Regions from separate parts of the Anser cygnoides genome. Here regions 2 and 3 are each linked to region 1. The links are chromatin contacts, called in public Hi-C maps. All regions are on one chromosome and are shown on one strand. Each heading gives the region's core, a stretch centred on a gene start, on an enhancer-like site or on the middle of the called end of the contact. The rest is flanking DNA. Distances are from core to core; before and after follow the strand shown. Region 1 holds the start of FN1 (fibronectin 1). Region 2 overlaps FN1 (fibronectin 1). Region 3 overlaps LOC106034489.

The links. Hi-C and Micro-C count contacts between places; a contact is called where the count stands out from the background.
Region 2: a Hi-C map of liver shows a contact between it and region 1, with 1.6 times the contacts expected there. The contact joins the enhancer-like site here to the promoter of FN1 in region 1. A contact is called at or near these places in 2 of 7 Hi-C or Micro-C datasets (both in liver).
Region 3: a Hi-C map of liver shows a contact between it and region 1, with 2.5 times the contacts expected there. The contact joins the enhancer-like site here to the promoter of FN1 in region 1. A contact is called at or near these places in 2 of 7 Hi-C or Micro-C datasets (both in liver).

Annotation. Positions count from the first base shown.
Region 1 is chr6:10,578,002-10,581,556 of Taihu_goose_T2T_genome, reverse strand. It overlaps FN1 (fibronectin 1), which reads left to right and starts at 1,869. Exons shown (of 46, transcript XM_048058515.2): 1 at 1,869-2,082; 2 at 2,314-2,442. The coding sequence starts at 1,932.
Region 2 is chr6:10,543,201-10,546,285 of Taihu_goose_T2T_genome, reverse strand. It overlaps FN1 (fibronectin 1), which reads left to right. Exons shown (of 46, transcript XM_048058515.2): 26 at 337-519; 27 at 1,514-1,603; 28 at 2,219-2,488; 29 at 2,710-2,826. Among named protein-coding and RNA genes, the nearest start is that of FN1, 35 kb to the left of the region's middle. Within about 2 kb of position 1,390, at least 2 of the 3 cell types and tissues checked have open chromatin away from gene starts, as enhancers often do. A contact at or near this core is called in liver, where this site is marked.
Region 3 is chr6:10,613,786-10,617,049 of Taihu_goose_T2T_genome, reverse strand. The region is part of intron 2 of LOC106034489; the gene reads right to left. Among named protein-coding and RNA genes, the nearest start is that of FN1, 36 kb to the right of the region's middle. Within about 2 kb of position 1,254, at least 2 of the 3 cell types and tissues checked have open chromatin away from gene starts, as enhancers often do. A contact at or near this core is called in liver, where this site is marked.

The sequences.
Region 1 (3,555 bases), core at 620-3,119:
AGCTCTATGCTTCATAGTGCACAACAGAAGTTGAAAATTTGACCAAGACCTGCATACAGTACTTGGAAAAAGGACCTAAAATTACCTCCTCATTGCACATATGTGTTTCCTAGAAGGAAAACTCTTCTTTTCCACTGATTTCCACTTAGTAATGCTTCCTTTGGAGTAGATTAGGTAAAGTACAACCCAATTATAAACAACCTTAGAGCATCACCTTCTCACAATGCTCTTTTCAGCTTGGTTTTATCAGAAAATTCCAGAGCTGTTTTAAGCTGGCGTTTCAGGGCAACACTTCATAACTGAGGTCTCAAAAAAGCAGGAAAGCTGTTTGAAAGCAGGTTCTCATTACGGTGATGTGCCCTGCTTCAAAAGCTCTATGGCGACTTCAGTCGTGTGATTATTTTGAGGGATAATGTGTCTCTGGTAACTCAATAAAAATGCAGTGCAGTGTATCTAAAAATAAAAATTAGGAAAGATGGGAATTAGCTCACCACAGCTCACCTCAATTGCTAGGTCAGGTTTCAATTTCCAGTAACCTTTCAGCAGGGAAGCTCATGTTAATGGGTCTGTGGAAGTTCCTCATAGGAAGGAAGAGAAATTTCTTAGAAAAGACACACCTGACAGCACAACTATTTGCTTTCCTGGAACAACGCATGTGCTGGACCTGTACACTGCCTAGAGGAACAGTCTCCATCCCAAGCTGGATATTACTGCCTGCATTTCGGTGAGGTAATACAACCAGTTTGCCCTAAGTGCGACTAGAGCTTGGTGCCCAACTCACTAAAGAACCCTCAAGGAGACCTGTAGGTGTTTGGCTTAAGATTCTTGGAAACACCGTAGGCTACTTCATGCTCATGTTTGTCAGAGTCGTTTTAATAAATCAGGAGCCAGAGCAGACTATTAGATCAACAATCCCTTTGCAAAGATGGAGTATGCACGTGAAGTCATCATGAAAACGGTTAGCAATGCAACCTTCCTATACGATCTGAACTCGAGGACCGGTCCAGCTGCTGTACCAGAGCAGGGAGCGCACGATGCTTTCCTCCCAAGCAGCTTCCTGCTTTAGGGCCACCATTACAGTGTGTGCTCTCTGCCTTGCAGCTTTCCTTCAACGTAGGGAAAAGAGAACCCCCCAAGCAGCAGAGATGCCAAAAGAGAGTGATAACATTTGTATACAGCCTCGTTAAGTTAGATCATCACACTGAAGATCCCATATATGTAAAGGGGGTACAAAGCCTAATAAGTTTTCACTTTTCTTTTGTTCTCAGAGTTGATTTTGGAGAGTAAGAAAAAATATCAGATTAAGAGGCTATTAAACTTATTTTGAACATAAGTGGCACCATTTTTTCCAAAGGGGGTGTGAAAACTTCTAACTTTGAGCCACTAGCAGCAGGCAAAACTCCACTTGGGGTTTCCTGTTTCCAACCTGCACACACGCGTTCCGCCTCACCTTCTCCCCCCGTGCAGAACATTATTCCTCCTGAACCGAGGCGTATCAGCTTACAGCGTCGCTCTAAAGAAAGAAAAGTTTTCCCCTCTGAAAAGAAAAGAAGAAAAAGAGCCATTTTGCTAAGCCATTTTGCAAAGCCCCACCAAAAGCCCCACAAAGCGGTACGACCGCCTCCCAGCCCTCTCTCCTCTCGTCCCCACACCCCTCCCCGGGGCAGGCAGCCCCCAGCCGGCCGAACCCCAGCCCTTTTGGGGCTGCTTTAGGGCTGCCGGGCGGGCTGTGCTCTGCTCTGTAGGGCGGTGGCAGCAACCCCCGGCCGGCCCCCGGCTGCTCCGAGTCCAATGGGCTCCGGGGCGGCGGCGGCTCCCCCCCTCCCCGTGCCTCCCGCCCTATATAGCGCCCGGGCGGCGCCGCTGCCCCATCCGTCGGGCTGCCTGCGAGCAGCCCCTGTTGCCGAGCCGTGCCGAGCCGTGCCCGGAGGATGCCGTGCCGAAACGGGTGGCGGCTGGCGCTGCTCGCCCTCTGCCTGGGGGTGGCAGCGGGAGGGGGCGCGGGGCAGCGGCGGGGAGGGAAGAGCCGGAGGCAGGCGCAGACCCCCACCGTGCCCCAAACCAGCCCAGCGCAGGGCAAGCGTGAGTACCAAAGGGCTAGCGGGCAGGGCTGGGTGGCTAGCAGCAGGTTTCGTCCTCAGGGGGTGGTCCCCGGGGGGGGGGCTTCTCACCGGTGGTCGCCTTCCCTCTGCGGGTGGGGGTCTCCGGGGTGGAGGTCTCGGCGATGCGAGACTTCTTTCTTCTCTCCTCTCGCCTGCCCAGAGACGTGTTTTGGGGTCTCGCTGATGGGAAACTTCTTTCTTCTCTCCCCAGAGACCTGTTTTGACAATGGAAGGTACTATCAGATAAACCAGCAGTGGGAGCGCATCTACCTGGGGAACACACTGGTCTGTACCTGCTATGGCGGGAGCAGAGGGTTTAACTGCGAAAGCAAGCCTGAACGTAAGTTGGTAGTGGGGTTTTTTTTGGCACCAAGTCCCCCAAAGGGCTCTTGAAGCCAAGTAGGCTAGGTGCTGTGGTGGGTTACAACCGGCAGACAGGGTTTTCAGCTGAAGTTTGGTACTTAGGGTCAGTAACGGATCTACGCTCACTTACATTGAAGATCTGGCTTGGGATTTTAAGAAATGCTTTTCATTAGAGATGGGCATGCCACCAGAACCCTGAGCCAAACATCACTCCTCTCTCTGGAGGATTGGATCTAAACGTTAACTTTGGAGCCAGCCTCTTCTTTATAACGAACTGAGCTGACTCCTCGACTCGCACGGGGAAGTTCAAATCTGGAGTCACTTTGCAGCTCTGGCTCTGTACAGTTTGATTGCTTCACCCCAACTTTTCATAGCTGTGCAGTGTCGTCAGCTTGTTTAAAAATATTTCAACTTACAACTTTCCACAGCTCCCCAGCCGTGCTGTGAGCTTGCTGTAATTGAGTGTAAAATGAGATTGTTTAGTCTCCTGCAGAAAAAGTTTAGGTAACAGAAAAAAACTTTAAATACAACGTCTGCTGGAAGATGCGTCTCTCTGAGATGCAATGTAGCTCAGATAATCAGATGCACACTCTCTATCTTTATTGGTCTGAAGCCACTGGTTTGCTATAATTCCTTTATGTTGCTCTAGAGATACAAGAGGAAAAGCTGGTTCCTGGCTGATAACATTAACGTAAGACCGATAGGAGCATCCCAGAGATCTGTTTGGCGAGGCTTGAGTAAAATACTGCTCAAGTATTTGAAGGAGTACTCAGTTCCCTTGCTCCTCCATAAAAAGGGGGTTTAATCTACATTTCTTTCCCCTCCAGGGATTTCCAAGTTTTACACTTTCACAGTCCAATAGCAAGTTTCCTGTATGGCACAGTTAACTTCATCTCCCCAGTGGTGAGGTCAAGAAAGTTGTTCTGTTGCAGATCTCAAGTCTGGTGGCAGCACTGGCACAACAATTCTGGAATCACTTATGCACGTGCAAGTGTGAACAATTCACAAGCGACCCTGTTGACTGCAGTAGGATTGCTGCAGAATATGGGATTAATATACTTAAACTCTTGCCAGGGCAGAATGAGGAGGA
Region 2 (3,085 bases), core at 141-2,640, 35 kb after region 1:
AACTTTAAACCTCTCTTGGCTCCACATGTGTAATATGAAATCCAGCTGCAAGAAGCACATTACTGAAACTTGCTACCTTGTTTTCAAATTAGCCCCGCAGGGTATATTTAAAGTATTGGGAAATGCCAGGAGGCTAAAGGAGCCTGACAGCAGTACAGGCGTATTTTTCTCTTAACTGTAGTAGAACCAAATGTAGTCTAGAAGTCTGTTTGCATGGATCTGACACAGTAGTCTGTTATGCATGAGATATTTTCTCTAGTGACTCCCTAAACATGTGTCTCAATCAGCTTTTATGTATCAGAGAAGATTAATGTATATTTGTTCTTTGCTATGTAGCTGTGCCTCCTCCCACTGACCTCCGCTTCACTAATGTGGGGCCTGATACTATGAGAGTGACGTGGACTGCACCAACTTCCATCGTGCTGAGCAGCTTCTTGGTGCGCTACTCACCTGTGAAGAAGGATGAAGATGTTGCAGAGCTGACAATTTCACCCTCTGACAACATGGTGATCTTAACAAGTAAGAGAATTACATAAGACAAATATAAGAGGCCCCTTATATATGGGTGGAGATGTGGCATAAGATGAGGGAAAAGAAAACTGTTTGCTCTAAGTATAACTGGCCAAACTCCCAGCTGATACAAGCTGATGTCAAAGTAGCCTCATGCAAACGCACACAGGTGGATTTTGGCCACTTGCTTTAACTAAGTTAAAAGCAAACCACAGGAAAGCTTTTCCCATCAGTCCAAGGACGGTGGTGAATCAGAGTATGGGGTAATTGCTTTGCTTTGCAGCCTGGTTAGGTATTAAGAGTAAATACATATTACTCTCTTAGTTTGCCAAAGAAGACAAGGACCTATAGTGCAGAGGTTTGGGGGAGGGGGGGGGGGGGGGGCGGGCAGGGGCGATCAGAATGTGCCAAAGGTCATTGTTCCTTTGGTTCTGTATATTTGGGACCAGAAGATAAATACTGTTTGGAACTTCAGGGGACATGGCAAAAAATCTTGGGCACTTTTCAAAAACTGAGTTAATTTTTGCTGGTGCAAAAGTTGTGTTTTACTTCAAGGTTTTTTTTCCCCATCCTGGAATTGGATTGGTTGAGTGAAAGACAATAGCTCTTTTTAGAATAAGGGTCCAGATCTGAAGCTCATGTAAATTAGAATAGCTGTGTTGAAAATCCCTAGCTCTGTTTCAGTTTATATCAGCTAAAGCTTTACCCTGGTACATAACTAGATAGCTAGAAGGGGCTGTGATGAAAACTCATTGCTTCTAGCCAGTCCCCACAACTTAAGAACACAGTGATACAGGATACTGTGCTCCTTCAGGCTAAAACATTTCTGGCAACAGTAATGCCACAAAAAAAGATTTGAGTTTGACTGTCACGAAGGCTCAGATCTTCCATCAGGTAAAACCCGATTATCCCCATAAACACAATTAAAATTGCATAGCTTTTTAAGTGACTTCTAGTCATTAGTAAAGAAATCTGTCTAAACCCCTTTACTTAAACTCCACAGATCTGCTCCCTGGTACTGAATATCTTGTGAGAGTCTACAGTGTTTCTGAGCAACATGAGAGTGCACCTTTGTCTGGAATCCAGAAAACAGGTACTTAGACAACGCATAAGACATGCTTAATGCATTAATTAGTGCCATCCATTAAGTTGATCTTGCTGCCCTTGCTTGTGTGGTCACCTTGTTGACAGACCGTCAGATAGATATCAAAGAGCAATGCAAATCCACAACTTGGGAAATACTAGGACGTCTAATATCTCATTCGGTGTGAACTACAACTTCTGGTTCTAAATAGAGCATCATAGACCCTCATGTGAATGTACCAGTCATGTGTGCCTGAGAACGAGCCTAGGCAGAGCCTATTGTATCCGTCGGTGACTTTTGTTTTACAGCTGTAACAGAGCTTGCTGGTTGTGTGCTGCTTTATGTTGTGTTGTCTGTGTAAGAACAAATATTAAAACAAGTCAGACTGGTTATTTAGAGAAGACTTCAGATGTTGACCAAAGTTGCCATACACTTTCCTGCAGTTGTGTTCCAGCACTTGTTTATCTTGCTTTGATCCTGAACATGTGTGTGCTTAGTTCCACAGCTGAATAGCATTTGGCTTAAGATACGGCAGGGTCATGGTACTGAGCTTCATGCAACAAGACAGTGGTGATGATTAGTTGTTCAGCTGAGCTCAGTCTCTTGTCTCTTTGAAATACCCAGGTCTCGATTCCCCCACTGGCCTTGACTTCTCGGATATAACTGCCAACTCTTTCACCGTCCACTGGATTGCTCCTCGTGCCACCATCACCGGCTACAGAATCCGGTATCACCCAGAGCATGGTCCCAGCAAGCCCAAGGAGGACCGCGTGCCCCCCTCGCGGAACTCCATCACTCTTACCAACCTGCTCCCAGGGACCGAGTATGTGGTCAGCATCATTGCTGTCAACGGCAGGGAGGAGAGCGTGCCCTTGGTCGGCCAGCAAACAACAGGCAAGCCTTGAGGGACGAGTAAGCTGACTAAAAGTTGCCTTGAGGATTTGGGGTGTCCTTTAGTGAGGTAGATGCTGTTAAAACCAGATATGATACATCACTTGTAGATGTGTGCGCGGTGCTAGAACTAAGACAGATGAGAAGCAGAGAAGTACAGTGTGATGGGTGTGATCTGTACTGATGTATGTTGTGTTCAGACTCCCTCTCACTTCTGTTTCTAGTGTCTGATGTTCCAAGGGACCTGGAAGTTACCCCCACCAGCCCAACCAGCCTTGTGATCTCCTGGGATGCTCCTGCAGTGACAGTCAGATACTACCGGATCACTTATGGTGAAACAGGTGAGGGCAAGCTGCTCTGGCAGTTGCAGACCAGCAGATCTAGTCTGAGGCTATCGGAAAGCCACAGCAAATTGCAAAGACAAGTTTGACTGCAGCAGACAAAAACCCCTCTCTTTAAGATCTTTGCAGCATGTTTAAAGAAGATTGTCAAATACAAGGTTTATTTTTGCAGGAGAACAAATTATCTTCATCTGCCCCCTGCAAAAAGGAGCATTTGGAGCACTCCAGTCATTTTAGAGGTGGTTCTGTGTGCATATTT
Region 3 (3,264 bases), core at 5-2,504, 36 kb before region 1:
CATTACAGACAATACAACATTCCCTCTGAGCCTTTAGGATTATTCCTTCCAAAACTGCTGTCTGCAGTGTAACCAAAGGCACTGGGGTGGATGACTTGTGCATTTCAGACTTAAAATAACTCCTGCTTCTGTTTATTTATAATGACATTCGTAAGAAGACCATTGTGGATGTGTATAAATACACCACCACCATAGCTGGAATAGTATCTAAGATCAAATAATACAGCACAGGATATGGCCGTGAATTCGGAGTTGATTAAAACTGCTCAGCTCTGCAGTCACACCATTTTGAGACATGTACCATGTGCAGCTCTATAAACCCCATTTATCATTACCTTAAAGTGCACAGCCTTAATTATGCTCTCTCCAAAAACCTTACCTGTTACTTCATGAAATACTTAAGCACACCAGAAATGGAGAAGAGAGACAGGCTTCCATTTAGTTTCAGACGTAACGTAGCTTTCTGCTGAATAGTTAAACTGAGTGTACTTACTTCGCTTTGCTGTTTGTATGTTTTTCTCTTAGCAACACAAAAGAATGCTTTCAGTTATGGGTTCATATAGTTAGAAATCAAAAGTCAGCTTAGAAAATAGGATATTTGAAAATACACATAACAAATCATTTACATTAAGCTACAAAACAAAGGTATCCTTTTAACTTAAGGAATGTATTTTGTGTAAACACAAACAAACATTTCTAATTGTGCATTTACACAAACTTTCTTCCTTCCCATAGAGCTTTACATGTGGAACAAATTCAAATCCCAGAAAATCCCTGAGGGTTTTTCGTTCGTAAGAATATTCCCAACTCAGTGAGATTATTCGTTTATTTTAAATTAGTCACCAGTTTGCTTGCAGAAGTGAGCTTGCATTAAGAAGAGCTCTAATACAGCACTGAATAAAGATCACTCTAAAGTTGCTCAGCAGCTCTGTTCCACAGGAAAAAAAAAGAAATAAAGCCATAGCATTTAAATAAGAGTTCAAGGTAGAGAGAAAGGCAGAATGCAACAGGCTAAGTTAAAATTTGACCAGGACTGGAGTTTACATCTCTTCTCCAAACAAAAAGCATACCGTGTGGGGTATTTATCAAGAGGCTGGCAAGTCAAAGCCTTGCCTCCTGCAAGCAATCCAGCCTCTGCCAGGGATGGTTGCTCATAATTTTCCATAACTCAGCAACCCTCCAGGGGAACCACTGCTCTGACCACCACTTGCATCTTGCAGGTTTTGCACAGCAAAGCTCAGAGCACTGCAAGATTTCACAGCCTGGTGGCTGCAGAGTCGGTATCAAGCAAGCTGGAGGGGACAATACTAGAGGGAAAGTATTAGCATACAGCTGGAGGAAAAATCTCAGAATCTTATCATCTTGTGAATCTGAATAACTGCTGTGGCCTGTTAGAGGCATCCCACGCAGCCTAAAGGTCTTCCAAATACCTCCCTGCAGACCAGTCCCATCAGCTTTCGCCAAGCAGCTTCAAGTCAGTGAGCAGCCCTGCTTTCTGCCTGTCAAAGATACTCCAAACATCCTTGTTGAAGGTGAAAAAATAAAGAATAATACGCTCAACTCCGCACCTTTCAGCATGGTTTGCAAGTTAATGACCCGTGTATTGGCAGCACACCTTCACTGGTTTGGAATAAACTCAGGTGAGCTACGATAGCAAGTGCAAAACCAGGATTAAACAATAGACTTTCCAGAAGGTTGAGCTCTTTAAATTCCTTTTCCTTAATCTCCATTACTGTATAACTAGCTGCTGTTTGAGTTTTCTGTGGGAGGAGGAAGCTAGCTCTTATCAGGCAGGGGAAATCAAGGGTCAGAGCAAGAGCTAGGCACTGCTTAAGCTTCCCTCAGGTTTTCTTCCCTCCATCATCTGTATGCTAATCTCAGCCTGAATATTGCCCACAGGTAAGGGCCGAGCTCCCCTGCAGCTCCAGGAACAAAAAGGCACCAGATTATGATCTGAAAAGCAGATGACACTGTTTACTGCACCGCTTTTGAGGGTCAGCAAGGCTCTAGCAGGACTAGTCATATGCTAAGTGCCTTTGACAGCAGGGACAGCCCTTCCACCCCATTTCTGCAGCCACCAGGTATAATGGGCAGGGTCCAGCTTCACCAGGCTCCACTTCACGAACACTGCAGCATCACCAGGACATGCTGTTGCTTTAGTAAGAACTGATGCAGAGCTGCAAGCCAGGTGTGTACTCAGCATGCAGCTGCTCGAGGCTGGGCTGCTGCCATTTCCAGGTGCATCTGCAGCAGTGCTTTGGGAAAGCAGCAGATAGCAGGTGGTTGTGTTCAACCACTGTGGAACAGGCAGGCTGTGCCCACTGAGCACCACCCGCACAGACAACACTTACTCTGGGCAGACCCAGGGACTGAGAGCTCAGTGCTAAGCTCTATAATCTTGTGGACTCAGTTTCTTGATCCATTCAGCAAGCTCCAACTGCATCTGGCAGGCCACAGGTATTCCCCACGCTCCCCACAAACCAAGGCTGGGACACGAGTGAGTGGGGACACTCAGATGCTCACACCGTTGCTCTGTAAGAGGCTCAGTGTAGTAACCATTCCTTTCCCAAATAAAAAGCACCTTTTTGGTACAAATTGGTGCACATCTTCCTTCCACCACATATGCCAGCGTTATCTAAGCAGTCCTGCAGGCTGAGCCACACTATCAGGCTCGGTGGAGAGCCCTGACTGTGGAAATGTGTTTCCTTTTAGCAAAATCAATGTCTTTTGTCAAATTTCAAAGTGGAATTAGTCGCTTTCATTCAGGATTTCTGTTTTAATTCAAGCCCACAATTAAACCATATGTGGATTTGAGCCGCACATGCTTATTGGAAGTGGCAGGCCCTGAATGACTGACATTCCTCCCAGCTTAGGAAATGCTTACATTCACCACGGTCCTCTTACAGCCAGGGGAGTTTGATACCAAATCTCACCAGGTCCTGTGATGTAAAGTATGCCAGCACTGCGTTTGGGCTAGCCCAGCACAGCCAGTGGTACCTGTCAAGAGCAAGGGGACACTGGTAGGCAGGATCAGCCTAGCAAAAATGCTAAAGGTCACATTTACTGGAAGTTTTTTTAAAAAAAGCTTTAGAAAAATGAAGTCAGGGTAACAAAGACAAAATCCCTGCTAACACACTGCTTCCTGTGATACACTCCCAACAGAGCAGTCGCAGCAGCTGGGCACGGTCAGTTTGGAAACCAGTTATACCTCACCCTCTCCAAAGCATCCTGGAAGAAGTCTGGCCAGGAAGAAATGCAGCCAGC